2 separate regions of the Bos taurus genome follow, and region 1 is linked to region 2. The links are chromatin contacts, called in public Hi-C maps. All regions are on one chromosome and are shown on one strand. The core of a region is the stretch at or near the end of the contact, and the rest is flanking DNA. Distances in the headings are between cores, read along the strand shown. Region 1 has its middle 58 kb from the start of CHD2. Region 2 overlaps CHD2 (chromodomain helicase DNA binding protein 2).

Evidence for each region. A called contact is a pair of places that touch in the nucleus more often than the background predicts.
Region 1: a Hi-C map of liver shows a contact between it and region 2, with 2.1 times the contacts expected there. The contact joins two enhancer-like sites. A contact is called at or near these places in 2 of 11 Hi-C or Micro-C datasets (liver and skeletal muscle).

What each region holds. Positions count from the first base shown.
Region 1 is chr21:14,211,159-14,217,464 of ARS-UCD2.0, reverse strand. It overlaps the pseudogene LOC100138175. Among named protein-coding and RNA genes, the nearest start is that of CHD2, 58 kb to the right of the region's middle. Within about 2 kb of position 4,989, at least 44 of the 102 cell types and tissues checked have an H3K27ac peak or open chromatin away from gene starts, as enhancers often do. A contact at or near this core is called in liver, where this site is marked.
Region 2 is chr21:14,136,220-14,143,433 of ARS-UCD2.0, reverse strand. CHD2 (chromodomain helicase DNA binding protein 2) reads left to right here. Exons shown (of 38, transcript NM_001102181.2): 3 at 6,449-6,680. It also overlaps the pseudogene LOC101902856. Among named protein-coding and RNA genes, the nearest start is that of CHD2, 16 kb to the left of the region's middle. Within about 2 kb of position 2,088, at least 19 of the 102 cell types and tissues checked have an H3K27ac peak or open chromatin away from gene starts, as enhancers often do. A contact at or near this core is called in liver, where this site is marked.

The DNA.
Region 1 (6,306 bases), core at 3,740-6,239, 71 kb before region 2:
ACAAAGAGTTGGACACAACTGAAGCGACTTAGCATACACGCACGTGCAAGGACCACACAACCTCTAGTAGGGAAGGAAGCTTATTGGTAAATAGATTAATTGTATGTGATATAAAACAGACTCATTTGGAGAACTACATTTACTTCTGAGAAACTGAAGCCTTGATTACTGCTATTTCTCTAAGCAAGCTGCAATGGTTGTGTCTTACCTACAAAAACAGAAGACTTAAATACTTAATCTTTGCAGGTTTTCATTTGCTTCAAAAAAAGATATTGCAAATACTTTGGTCCATGACTTTAAATCTATTCAGGATTGTTACTTTATTTGATGAGGAAAACACTCTGCTGCATGCTCACCTCCCAGTTCTAGTCAGAACCCAGTCGTGGGTCTACACAGGACTTTTCTCCTGTCCTTTCTACATTTGTTTCTTTTTTTTTCCTCACGTGTTTTTGAATAGTTTCCTTTAAACACCCAAGAATGTAGCTAAGTAGAAGAAGGAGGCCAAAGAGTTCAAAATCTGTTACCTATGACACACTGGCAGGGCCGCGTGATGCGTATGTGCTCTGTCGTGTCTGACTCTGCGACCCCACGGACTGCAGCCCACCAGGCTCCTCTGTCCATGGGATTTCCCAGGCAAGAATACTTAAATGTGTTGCCATTTGTTTCTTCAGGGCATCTTCCCAACCCAGGGATCGAACCTATGTTTCTTTTCGCCTTAAATGTGTGATCTGTCTCTCAAGCTTTTGGACTGAGATGTCTCATGAAGGCAGAAGATCCCGCAGCCCAGGAAAATCTACTGACCCAGTTTCCCAAGAAGAGTAAAACTCACAGATACCAAGGAGCGGTTGCGTACATGAAAAAGTGAGGTGAGGCGTGATGAATTCTACCCTTTTCTAGAACCAGGAATGGAAGACTACAAGTCTTAAGTTTAGCCACAGGAAAGATCGGTGAAAATTTCCATATATACAAATCATGGGTAATGTAAAATCTAGCACACAGGCCACAGGCTTAGGCAAGCTAGAGGTTTAAACTAAGTTTGCTTCATTTTGTAAGACTGTCTGTCACACAAGCTGTAAATCAGAGGACCCCTGGCTCTGGGCCCCTTTCTGTTTGTGGACAGTAAATTTACATCTTTTGTCCCTGGAAGACAAACTCTAAGCAGTAACCTTGGCTACCGTTGCTGCACATTTCCAGTTCTACGCTCAGTTTTAGAAAACGGGTTAGGGGGAAAGGGTGGGGGGAAAAAGCATTTCACTCTGCCTCAGTTATTAACACCGAGAAGGAAGCACTCCTCAGACTGTTCAGAGGGGAAACAATGAGTCATTCATGCTGTCAGCCCAGGTGGTGCATGAATTCCAGACAAGCCACTGAGTTAACCCCTGCAGGCCTCCTCTCCCCCCTGGGCTCCTTCCCGCCACCAACCCCCGCCTCCCCCCAACACACACACCCCAACCCCGTGGCCTCCAGGGAAGAGGGGGCGGCAAGGGGGCCATGCTGGGAGGAAGTCCTAGCGGTAACCAAGGCACTGCCTCTGCAGTGTCAGTCCCGGGAGCCTCGAGCTGTTTCTCACCATGTGACTGGCTCCAGGAGAGGGTGGGGAAATGAAAACACTCTGCTGGGATATATTTAGTTGAAGTGCAGCTGGGGAAGCGCTTAAACAAGGGAGCTTTTGTCCTCATGCTGAAGTGTTTTTCTTAACTCCCCAAGGCTGAAAAAACTTAAGCCACTGGACTGATTTTTCTCCCCACTCGATTTTCTCTTCTTTGGGGGATGTTCTTATGCTGAAAGTTTAGAATTACCTGGGGTTTGCTGAGCAAATTTGATGCCAAACTGACACAAAAATCTCCACAGTTAAGAGATTAATTAAAATGCAGATAATTTCTGAGCACATTATATGTGGTTTGTGTGTGTGTGTTCATCGCTCAGTCGCATCCAACTCTACATGCACCATGGGCTGTGGCCTGCCGGGCTCCTCTGTCCATGGGATTCTCCAGGCAAGAATGCTGGAGTGGGTTGCCATTTCCTTCTCCAGGAGATCTTCCTGACTCAGGCATCCAACCTGAATCTCCTGCATTGCAGGCAGATTCTTTACCGTCTGAGCCACCAGGGAAGCTGGTACCTTCTTGCAATTAATTTACTGTTGATTCACCCTGGAAGTTAGGTATTTTCAGATGCCTTTACTGGACAATGTATGGAGTTAAAAACGTAATTAAGTTTTATAAACTGACAGAACCCTGTTTCCCTTGAGTTGATTCACATTTTCCAGTAATGAAAGATTTACTTCTGCGCTGATGAGCACAGCATCTTTGCAACAGATTACTGATGAGCCACGTTCATTGGTTCTCGTTCACAACCTCCTCCAAAAACCACCGTGAACTGCCACCTTGCTACGAGGTTTTTCAGCCACTGTGTCAATGTTATATATCAAGGGCACACCGTCTACTATTAAGAAGTAGCACAGGAAATATTTTACATGAAAATGCCATTTGCAGTTATGAATCCAGGGCGGAAACTGCTGGTCAAGAAGCTCGTGTTTTGGGTTGATACAAGAGAGCCAGGTTGTATTAGTCAGGATTCTCTAGAGAAACAGAACCAATGGGGGTGTGTGTGTGTGTGTGTGTGTGTGTGTGTGTGCGTGTGTGTGAGTGTGAATGAAGAGAGAGATAGAGACTGGTATTTTTGTTTGTTTCATGTCTATATTGACAAGACGGGGGAAAAAAGGGTCACAGCATTTCAGACTTTATTCAAAGACACAAACGGCAACAAAGAGCACCCACAAGTGACAGGCATGGTCCCTAAGGCCCTGGCTCAAAGGCCACCCTGGAGGGTGTCGGTGACTTCTCAGCCCTTCCTCTCAGCCTCTCTCTCTCTTCCTCCTCCATGCCTCACGGACACCCCTGAGTTCAGTGAAAACTGCAGAAACGAAGTCACTCTAGAGGAGGTTGGGCCCTGCCTGGCCAGTGTCGCCCACATGGCAGCCCTGGGCAGCTGAAGAGTGGGGGTCACCGGTCACGTGACACCCCCACAGCCAATGGCCAGGCTTCTCTCTGAAGTGGTCAGCCGGACTATCCCAGAGGGAGACGGCTTTCAAGAAAAAGACACCAACTTGGTTCACGAAGGGCTTGGGTAAAATGCTTTCCCAGAAACCTTAAGAAATGATTCACTCTCAGATTCCTGGAGCACTGAGCAACTGAAACGGTCACTGGCTTGCCTGGAGGAGAGATCTTGGTGAAAGGCAGCCTGCTGGTTCCTCAGAGGGCTCAGCGAGGGGCTCGGCGGTCTTTGCACAGACTCCACAGTGGACCCATGAGAAGCACGATGAGCGAAATGGCACATCCAGAGGGGCTGGGCCCCCGCTGCCCTCCAGCCTCCTTGCTCCTGCTTGCTGGCTTGGGACCAGAGGCTGGTTTTCAGACGAGCCCCAGGAAAGCAGGTCTGCTTGGGCTTGAGGCCCAGATGCCGAGGCTTCCCTCCTTTCAGTCTGAATGTGCTTATTCCCTTTGGCCAGAGTTCCTCTCCCATTGTCCTCTGTCCTGCCCAGTCGACAGCAGCTTTTCCTTGACATGTTCAAATCTTTTTTTTTTTTCCCTCCCCCTAAAGATGTCAGGATGGAAACCCTCCACCATTCTGCAGGGGTAACTGTTTACTGTAGGTAGCAGTTCCTCTAACACTTTATACCTGTAAAAATCCTGGGCACAGGCCAGACGTCTGTGGTACCAACGTTCATATTCACGTTGAGGTGTAGACACAGTGAGTCAGCAGGAGCCCCGGACACACACTTCTCCCCTACTCTACACACAGACATGTGAGGGCCATGTGAGGTTCCTGTCTGGGTTGGGGCAGGTCACAGGCTCAAAGGGCACTTGGCAGAGTCCATAGTCACTTTCAACAACCCTGACCCCAGACCCATGAGGTGAGCGGCTGAGCTGGTGATGGGCAAAGGGAGCCTCAGCGTAGAAGGAGCCATGGGCTTGCGGGGTCTTTTATGGACAAAGCACTCCCCATGGGCACCTCCCCTTCTCTGGACCACCTGCCACACTAGGAAAGTTAGCTGGAGAAAAGCCTGCATTTTCTGGCCCCTTTGTGTTCCACGACTGCTCACCAAGACTCGAAAGCTCAGAGAGCAAGTCCAGTTACAAGCTCTGAGGCTTGGCTCCTCTGAGTGGAATAGTGTAGGATCCTCGATGCCTCGGCACCCACAGAAGGACGTAATGGTGAGGGTCAGGGTCAGGGGAGGGACTCCTCAGCCCGCCCGGAAAGTGCACACACACTATGGTGAATGGTGCGCACTCACCACCACTGCCGAGGTCAGAAACCAAGAAGAAACACAAATATCACACTTTGGGTTAAAGCATTTTCAAGAAACAACCACAAAAACAATGGCCACTTTTGATACTACAACCTACCACATTTGGCAACTTTCAGAGAAAACAGCTGTCTCCACCCCAAGCCATCAGAGGGTCCAAGATCCCTTTATCCTGGGCCCCAGTTTAAAAAGTCAAGGAAGGAAGACGGACCAACGGAGGGCAAGAAAAGGCTGAAGAAGCAGTTATACAACACCTACAGCGCCCACCAGTCTGGGTGTCTGCCTCCCTGCAAGAACCGTCTGCCTTGAACCTCTTCTTGGGGAGAAGGTGAGCTATCAGGGGGGCCCAGCTGCTGGAGACAAAGGAGGCAAGCTGAACATGGGAGCCGCCGTAGCCTCCAGAGCTGTGACCCCCAGTCTCAAAACAAAATCAGGGACACCCCATCCTCCCCTCCTCAGAGGCTCTATTCATAGGAATATGGGGTACTCTGGTGACTCTATCCTTCACGAAAACTTCAATTCAGCCAGCCTAAACCAGATTCCTCTGCGTCTGTTGCATTAGTCTGGCGTGTATGGGAGAGAAATGTAGTGTGACTAAGCAGCTGCCCACGTCCAACAGGGCACACTCAGGTGAAAACGTGGCAAAGCTCAGGACAACACTCTTGCGTGTGCTCGGCCTTCCCAGAAGTACAGCCTCTGCAAGCACCTAGGCCTTCCTCTTCCCCGCCCCCATCCCTAGATAAGCTCCATCTGGGAACCCAGCCCAGCCGCTCTTGTAAAGATACGTTACAACACTAGCTAAGAAAACAAAAGCAGGTTTCTCTAAAAGGTATTGTGCAGCCGGAAGCGGCATCTGTCTTCGGGTTCCTGTGGCTGGGGGTGGGGTTCCTTTGGTTTTGACCAGAACACTTCTCCGCTGGGGGGGCCAGGCTTGGCGTGGCTTTTTAGAAGCTCGGTTACGGGAGTGAGACTGAACGTCACAGAGGTGCTCGGGTGGGTCGCGCTCACATCACCAAGGACTCCGGAGTTTACATCCGAGATCCTCTGTCCTGAAGAACCTTCGCCTTCTCGCTAGGTTGGATGACAATGCCGTTGGTCGAATTATTTAGTTCTCTGGAGACAACACAGAGGAATTCTGCCTGATCCTCGTTCCCATAAGGCAATGGCACCCCACTCCAGTACTCTTGCCTGGAAAATCCCAGGCGGGAGGAGCCTGGTAGGCTGCAGTCCATGGGGTCTCGAAGAGAGGGACACGACTGAGCGACTTCACTTTCACTTTTCACTTTAATGCATTGAAGAAGGAAATGGCAACCCACTCCAGTGTTCTTGCGTAGAGAATCCCAGGGCCGGGGGAGCCTGGTGGGCTGCCGTCTATGGGGTCGCACAGAGTCGGACATGACTGAAGCGACTTAGCAGCAGCAGCAGCATGCTGATTAGCTGTTGGAATCTCCAGCCGTCGGACATAGTGGACACCATCTGCCTGAGCGCCTCCTCTTAGCGTTGCAGGACTCTGTACACGTGCTTCGCCGGGCCCTGGGAAGCTCAGTTTTTCTTGTTGATATCACCTCCTTGAAACCAGTCGCTGGAGAGATGCAATGTTGTAAAACTCCACTTCCTCCAGCCGCCTTTTCTGCCAACTCCTTCCTAAAGATGAGCTTCCCTTGACGGGGGTAGTTTAGGAGTGGACCCAAGTAAATAGGGTCCCTGTCAGTCAGATAGGCCCCCGGCTCGTCCTTGTCTGTGTCCAGCCCCGGATCCTCCTGGCAGCAGAGGCGGCAGAGAAAAGACCTGGGCTCCAGGCCTAGGGTCTGTCTGGTGGTCATGGAGTAAGGTGCTGCCCCGTTCAGCCGGACTCTGCGGGCCGACCACCGCCCCCTGACCCGGCGGCCCGGGACCCGGGCTCCAGCGGCTGCGCGGCGGCCCACAGTCGCAGGGGCCAACTGCAGCTCTGCCATCTTGGGCCGCCGCCGCCGCTGCCCGTGCACCCGAGACTGATTGAT
Region 2 (7,214 bases), core at 839-3,338:
GTAGTCCTTAGGGCATTATCAGATCCGGATTGGGATAGGTGTTTGTGAAATGGGTATTTAATTTGTGCCTTACCCAGGCTTCTTGTTGTAACCCACTTTTTTTCCCTAGTGATTTGTTTGCCCGGATTCCGTTTGTTTTACGCTTTTTAAACCATTGAGGGCCACTCCTGTGTTTCCTGGTCATCGGGCAGCAGAAGCAGCATGATAGAGATGCAGGCGCCCTCTGCCTGACCCCAGCTGAGGATTCCAGGCAGATCCCTCCCCCGCCCCCGTCTCTGCCCCGGGCTACTTCTTGGGAGCAAGAGGTGGTTACTGATAGGACTTAACGTTTTATCTTCTGAAACTGTACATGGCATTTTGGTGTGCATTTTGTCTCATATGGGTTATTGGGTTGGCTGAAAAGTTCATTCGGCTTTTTCCAAACCTGAATATACTTTTCAGCCAACCCAATACCTTTATCTGAAAAGAGAATCCTTCGTGTTCCCAGTGTTAAATTCCCAAAGTATTGCTGAATCTGAGGATGATCTGCGTCAGAATACTGATTAGTTTTGCAGTGTTAGAAACACAGCTCTTTTTGAAAAGTTAAGTTCAGAAAAGTTCAAAGAATGAAATTAAAGTTTAAACAAGATAGGTACAGTTAAAATCCTATCTACCCCTTTCCCCTTGTCACTCTCGTGAACTTGGCATATGAAAAACTTTGCATTTTAAAAATTATGATTCGTGCAATATATTTTGTTAAAAAATATAGCCTTGAAATTGTCATATTTTTTTTTTGAAATTGTCATATTTTTATGGATGACACATCCCTAGTCTTAACTGCTGTAGTTAATTGCATAGTATGATTGAGTGACTGAACGGATGACTTTCATATTTTATCTTTGCATTTTCGTGTATGAACATGTAAGTTAATTCCTTTTCTAAAATCTTGTGAGCAGATCTCTGAATATTTTTATACTTTTCCACCTCTTGCACACATATGATGATTTATTTAGGTTATATACCCACTGATCAAATCACATGACTCATACGCGTATTTTTTATCTCAACTGGATAACACAAAATATGTTTCCAAAGCTTCTGCTGATTACTTCTCCAGTAATCATATATGAGTACTATTTTCCCTACTTTCTCATCATCCTTTAACGTTACCAGACTTTTTAATTTCTGCAGAGCAGATGACTGTAAATTTAATGTGTTGTAATTACACTTCCCAAGTTACTAGTGAGGCCTGATTACCTTTTTTTTTTTTTTAATGTTTATTGGCTTCTGCTGTTTGGTTTTTTGTAATTGCATGTTCATTTCCTTTGCCCAGTTTTTTACTGGAATTTTCTTTGCTACGTAATTCTTCCTACCTTGTATGTGTAAATGCTTTGTTGTGTGTACATTGAAATTTCTGTCTCTTGTCTTTGAACCTGACTTAAAATGTAGCTTATTCTTCAGAATCATGGGACTTGAACCAGAGGTGGAGGAGGTCTTAAAGATAGGATTCAACTTGTTAGAGGAACTATATCTAGTGTTTTTTATTACGAATAAGAAACTTGTGACTTAATGATCCCTGCCTTTCTATCCTCTTATGACACAAAGGAGTGATTGAGAAGGACTTGTCCTGCACACCTTTGAAATGGTTCTGGCCTTGGTCTCTTGCTGGGTGGTTTAATAATCTCTTTAACTGATTATGACAGGGACAGAAATACCACTTAGAGGTTAATACTGTGGATTTCATAATTGAGACTGGGGATGGGGTTGACATAGACACATTCTTGGGCGAGAACTCTTCTGTAAAATGAGGGTGCGGATTAGAGGAGAATGTTAACGTGACGCAGAAGTGCTCTGTAAATTGCTAGTTATTTTATTATTGATAGTACATAGTCTGGAAGTAAGCTTTATGGAATTCCAGTGTAGATTGCTTTGTGTTTTTACTAGATTTTCCTTTCACCACCACCAACCAGAAAAACAAGCTCTGCCAAGCAACTCGGCCATTTTGTAAGTTTAGGAAAAACAACCCAGCAAGTGCTGAAATGGTAAGTTCGTGGGCAGAGACGCGCAGGCTTGCTCTTCAGTCAAGTGTTGCTGTGCTGCCCTCGTGTGGTCATTGCTAAAGTGGTGATTGAAAAGGGAACAGCTTGCTTTCACAGTCGAGTTGTAAAGACACACTGAATCTCTGTGTTTTTGCCAGCTTGAAAGGGATTTTCAAGAGTTATCAAATCTTTTTTAGCAGTGAATGACAGGAAGTGTTAAGCTTTTTTAAATAAGTTTTTTCTATTGGAGTCCAACAGTTCCCAGTTTTGACTTCAGTCCCCTGTATGTATTTATGCATTGTGTTTCCATTGTTGTGGTTGTTCAATCAAAAATTACAGAACTTGTCTGCAACTTAGGTTTTGTGTAATTTTTAGGTAAACTTATTTTTCATGAGAATTCTGTATGTATGGTGGATAATCATTCTCAAGTTCCATTTTTCATTGCCTTATAGCTAGCTATTAATGCCATTGGAAATCAGGTAATTTTATGACTTTAATTTAGGTGAAAGCTTAGTTAAAAGACTACTTACCCTCTAACTTGATTTGTCCTTTTTTCTAGTCTTGTGGACTTTACATATCTCCTACTCTAAGCATCTCAGCCTACAGTTTAATATTGATAGTATTTTGTATTATCATTAGGCATTAACAGTGAATCTTCATAATATTTCAGGAAATTTCATGTCTTTGGAATTAATAATTAGGTCATCAGTATCTTAAATGTGGAGATATTTATAGTTTTTTCCTAAATATTCTTTTTCTAATTTTATATTTAGGAACTTGTCCTCCTAGAAGTAGTATGCAAATTAATTGTTATATCTTTATTAAGGCTTATTTTACCCCCCCCCCAATATTATTTTAGGTCGCTTAAATCTGACTTGTTTCAGAAATGATTTAAAAAAAAACAAAACCCTTGGTCTTACTCTCATTCATATCTTTAAGTTCATTTTGTGTAGGATTGGGGATTTTTACACCCCTTGCCTTGAATTTGACTCTCGGTTGAATTTATTATGAACAATTTGAAAGACTAAAAAGATTGATACATAGCGAACGGCTATGAACTCAACCACTCAGCCTCAGTCCTAAAACCTGTCCATATCATTTTCTGATTACATCTGCCTCCCTTTACCCCCAGAAGTAAATACAGTTGAAAATTCATGTTATGTCTTGGGTTTGACTTTCAGAGTTAACTGTTTTTGAGGGCTTCCTGTGTAGCTCAACTGGTAAGGAATCTGCCTGCAATACAGGAGACCCCCGTTTGATTCCTGGGTCAGGAAGTGCCCCTGGAGAAGGCATAGGCTACCGACTCGGGTATTCTTGGGTGTCCCTGGTGGCTCAGCTGGTAAAGAATCCGCCTGCAATTCGGGAGACCTGGTTTCAGTCCCTGGGTTGGGAAGAACCCCTGGAGGAGGGCATGGCAACTCCTGGAGAATACATCTGCCTCCCTTAACCCCCATAAGTAAATACGGTTGTAAATTTGATGTTTTCTCTTGGATTTGACTTTTAGAGTTACTATTTTTATTTTTAAATTGCACAAGTAAGTAATTCATGAAATTCTCAAGGTACTTCAAATAACCCACCCCATAGAGTAAACCAGTGTTAGCAGTTTGGTGATTAAAATGATTTTATGCACGTAGCTATGTTTTACCTAAAAGGTGTTGTATGCCTGCTCACATTTCCAGAGGTCACTTTCCTACACAAACACAAATATAGAGCTGCACATGAGGCATATATACAAAAACAGTTTTGTTAAAGTGCACAGTTTTAAAATCTAAATATTTTGCTCAGGAATACAGAGATATGGAAGTATATCAATGATATTTGTAGCTTATTAGTTAAGAGAACAGTTTAAAAATTATGTAAATGTCCCTTTAATAAGGGAGCAGTTTAAATATGTGTTCATCCTGTGAAGCCATTCAAAGAGAAGGAGGTATTCATGGACACAGGTGTACCCTGATGTGGGAACTGGTATCAAATTGTCTCTATCATGCATGTTGGCAGTGACTAATGGCATGGGTTGCAAGAGGGCGCAGGCCTGAGATGATCTATGGTGGAGACCCACACCAGGAGGGCCAGAGCCTGCACTTTCTAACTGGTCACTTCCTTGTGTTCCTTCTCGCTTGCTGAGCACCTTCTGAGTGGTCACAGGTGGAGAAGAAGTGAGTTGAGATGGTTAGTCACCTGGACTAGTTAACTTGACTGTGCCAAGGACCCAGGAGTCAGTCAGTGCGGTGGGGCCTTGAAGGTACTGAGTCACCATTTTACAGGGTTCAGGTTGATTGGCTGAGTCTCTAGGACTTTGAACTCCTGTGGTGAAATAAAACATGAGCTTTTTAGAGCCACACTTCAGGTGGAATTTCTGCCTCACTCCCCCCCAGCACTCTCACCCTCCGCACGAGGGTGGTAAAAGTGTTGTGCTGGTGGATATATAAGTTAAACAGACATGTAAGGTACTCGGCATCTATTACATGATCAGACAAATGATAAGTCGCTTTCCCCTTCTGCTCCCTTTCCCAAGGTAGACACTCGCCCACTCCCTGTGTTCTCATTGCTTCCTCGTGTCAACTGAAGTCCCTCTGACTGTATTTTGCTTGCTGTGGGTCACACGGGATATTTGGGTCAATGCCCCATCCCTGTGTACTGTCCTGTTCATTCTCTGGACACATCTGTCAAATGGTAGCACTTCGTTTCTGGTTTGGAAGAGAGTGGTGGTAGATAAACAGCCTCGCTCTTGTTAAAACACCCTTTCTGATTTTCCTGCCGCGTGTCTTTGTCTTCTGGTCGCTACACCTGAGGTCCTTTGTGTTGGCACTGCTTTAGGTTCTGGGTTGTTGCCTGCTTCCTTCTCTGCCCTGCCTCTCCTAAATGAATAGAGGGTTTCTAAGCAGAAGAGCTGGGGGAGCTCTCCACCTTTTTTTTTTCCTGTAGAGTCCATCACATTTAGGTCTCTTCTCTATAGTGTCCTCATTCCTGCCACCATGCCCCTGGCTCTCTTTTTAACATTGAAGAACATGCCTTCTGTTTTATTTTTTGGTGTGACTTCTGCTGTCGTTCACGTGTTGCGCTTTCCTGGGGGGGGCTTGGAATGATGAAGTTGGGGTTGTGTGGGAGTCCAGTGGCAGTCTTTATTGGACTAGACTCTTTGTTTATCCTTTTCTTTTAAGTCTACCAGGTCTGGGACTCACCTGCAGGAAATTTCAGGGCAGGAGATCTGTTGGGGTTACTGTGTATATGTTTTTAATTTGCACCTGTTTTTGAGAGCCATTGATTGGATAGTTGGAACGATTGCATTTTTACTGTTTGAGTGACTCTGCCTTGGTTTTGTTTTGTTCTGTGTTGTTTGCTTTTTTGTTTGTTCCTTTTGTTTTGATTTTGTCTTTGTCTTAAGGAGGGAGGGGCTGAATAATGAACAAATAAGACTTAGTGGATTCAGACAGATGTACCTGGTTTCAAACACTACCTGCGTCATCAAGAATTATTCAACTACTTTTATTTTATTTTCAGGCTATGCAGCAATATCTTTTATTATGTATGGGTTTTTAAAATTATTTTTGCAATATCTCCATACACAGGCCAAAAAAAAAAAATTGTTTAGCATATTGGAACTTGCAAACCTGATCACTGCATAGAGAAGGCAAAATTATCCCTATAGCACACTTAACCAGGAGGCCAGTTCATCTGCCGACCTCCAAGAACATGGAGAAGAACCTGATAAGACAGACTGGCCCCCATCTGAACCTTCATTCACCACCATTTTGATAGCCCTTCTTCAGGCCCAGATCAGCAGCACATTTCTTGGCGACAATCATCAAATGCCCAAGAAGACTTGCATCATCATCATCTGCTGCAGAAATCTGGGATGTATGTTTCTTGGGTATCACCAGAAAATGTGTTGGTGCTTGAGGGGAAATGTCATGGAAAGCAAGACACTGGGCATCCTCATAAATGATTTTGGCTGGGATTTCCTTGCGATTGATCTTATTGAAGATGGTGTCGCCGCCAGGCCGGGCGACCTGAGCCTTGGCGATCTCATCTGCCATCTCTGCCTCCCTCCCGTGCGGCCGGCTGGGGAGAAGGCTAGGAGGAGGGAGGTTAACTACTTTTAAGCTTCAGTTTTTCTTCATCTGAGTGAAGGACAAAATAATATCCCCCGTTTTATTTTATTTTTTCAAAGAGCTAATCTATATAAATTATGTGGCGTATGGCATCATGTAAGTAAATCAGGAAATGGTAGCTGTCAGGTGTCAGGGATGTTGAGAATGGCACTAGTGACATTATTTGCAAATAATATAAAAGTATGTTTGAAAATTTTGATCTCGTATTACCAAATTACTATCTGCTGTCATATTAATGCTAGGATTTTTCTTTTAAAACCGATTTATGTGGCAGTTCTTAAATTTTTTTTTTAATCTTTTTTTTTTTTTTTAATTAAGTCATTCAGCATCTGAAGAAGCTTCGGGTTCAGACTCAGGCAGCCAGTCGGAGAGTGAGCAGGGCAGCGATCCAGGAAGTGGCCATGGCAGTGAGTCAAATAGTAGTTCTGAATCTTCGGAGAGTCAGTCGGAATCTGAGAGTGAATCGGCAGGTTCCAAGTCCCAGCCAGTTCTTCCAGAAGCCAAAGAGAAACCAGCCTCTAAGAAGGAACGGATAGCTGATGTGAAGAAGGTATCGGCCTTGCTTACAGTACAAGTGTGCCGCGAGCCTGGACCAGAGCGCAGGCCCCTGCGTTCCTGTGGGAAGCTCCTTAGTGTGTCTTGATAATGAAAATTCATCTGCAGCTGCCTTTTCTAATAATACACTGTCTCTGGATCTAAATGGGGACTGCTCTCTGCTCTACTAGTTAAGACACAGGGCTATGAGGAAAATATTAATAATTACATGAACCATCATATAGGGCAGAGAGACATTTTGTTGTTTTGATTTTTAGCATTTAAAAAAGATGGTTTCACATATATATATATTTTTTTTAGCACAATAGTAATACAAGAGAAAATCATTGACAGATGACTGTGAAATGCAGTTGTAGTTTGATGGATGATTCCAGTCCAAGAATAAGGGATGTTTTATTTTATTGAAGAATAGAAGGAGAAGTACTCCTCACAGAAAAGAAATTATCTTTACCTAGGCAATGTAGATATTCTTCGCCTAACAGAAGAATTTTCCAGCAGAGAATGCAAAAAGGTGAAAATTGAGTTGCGT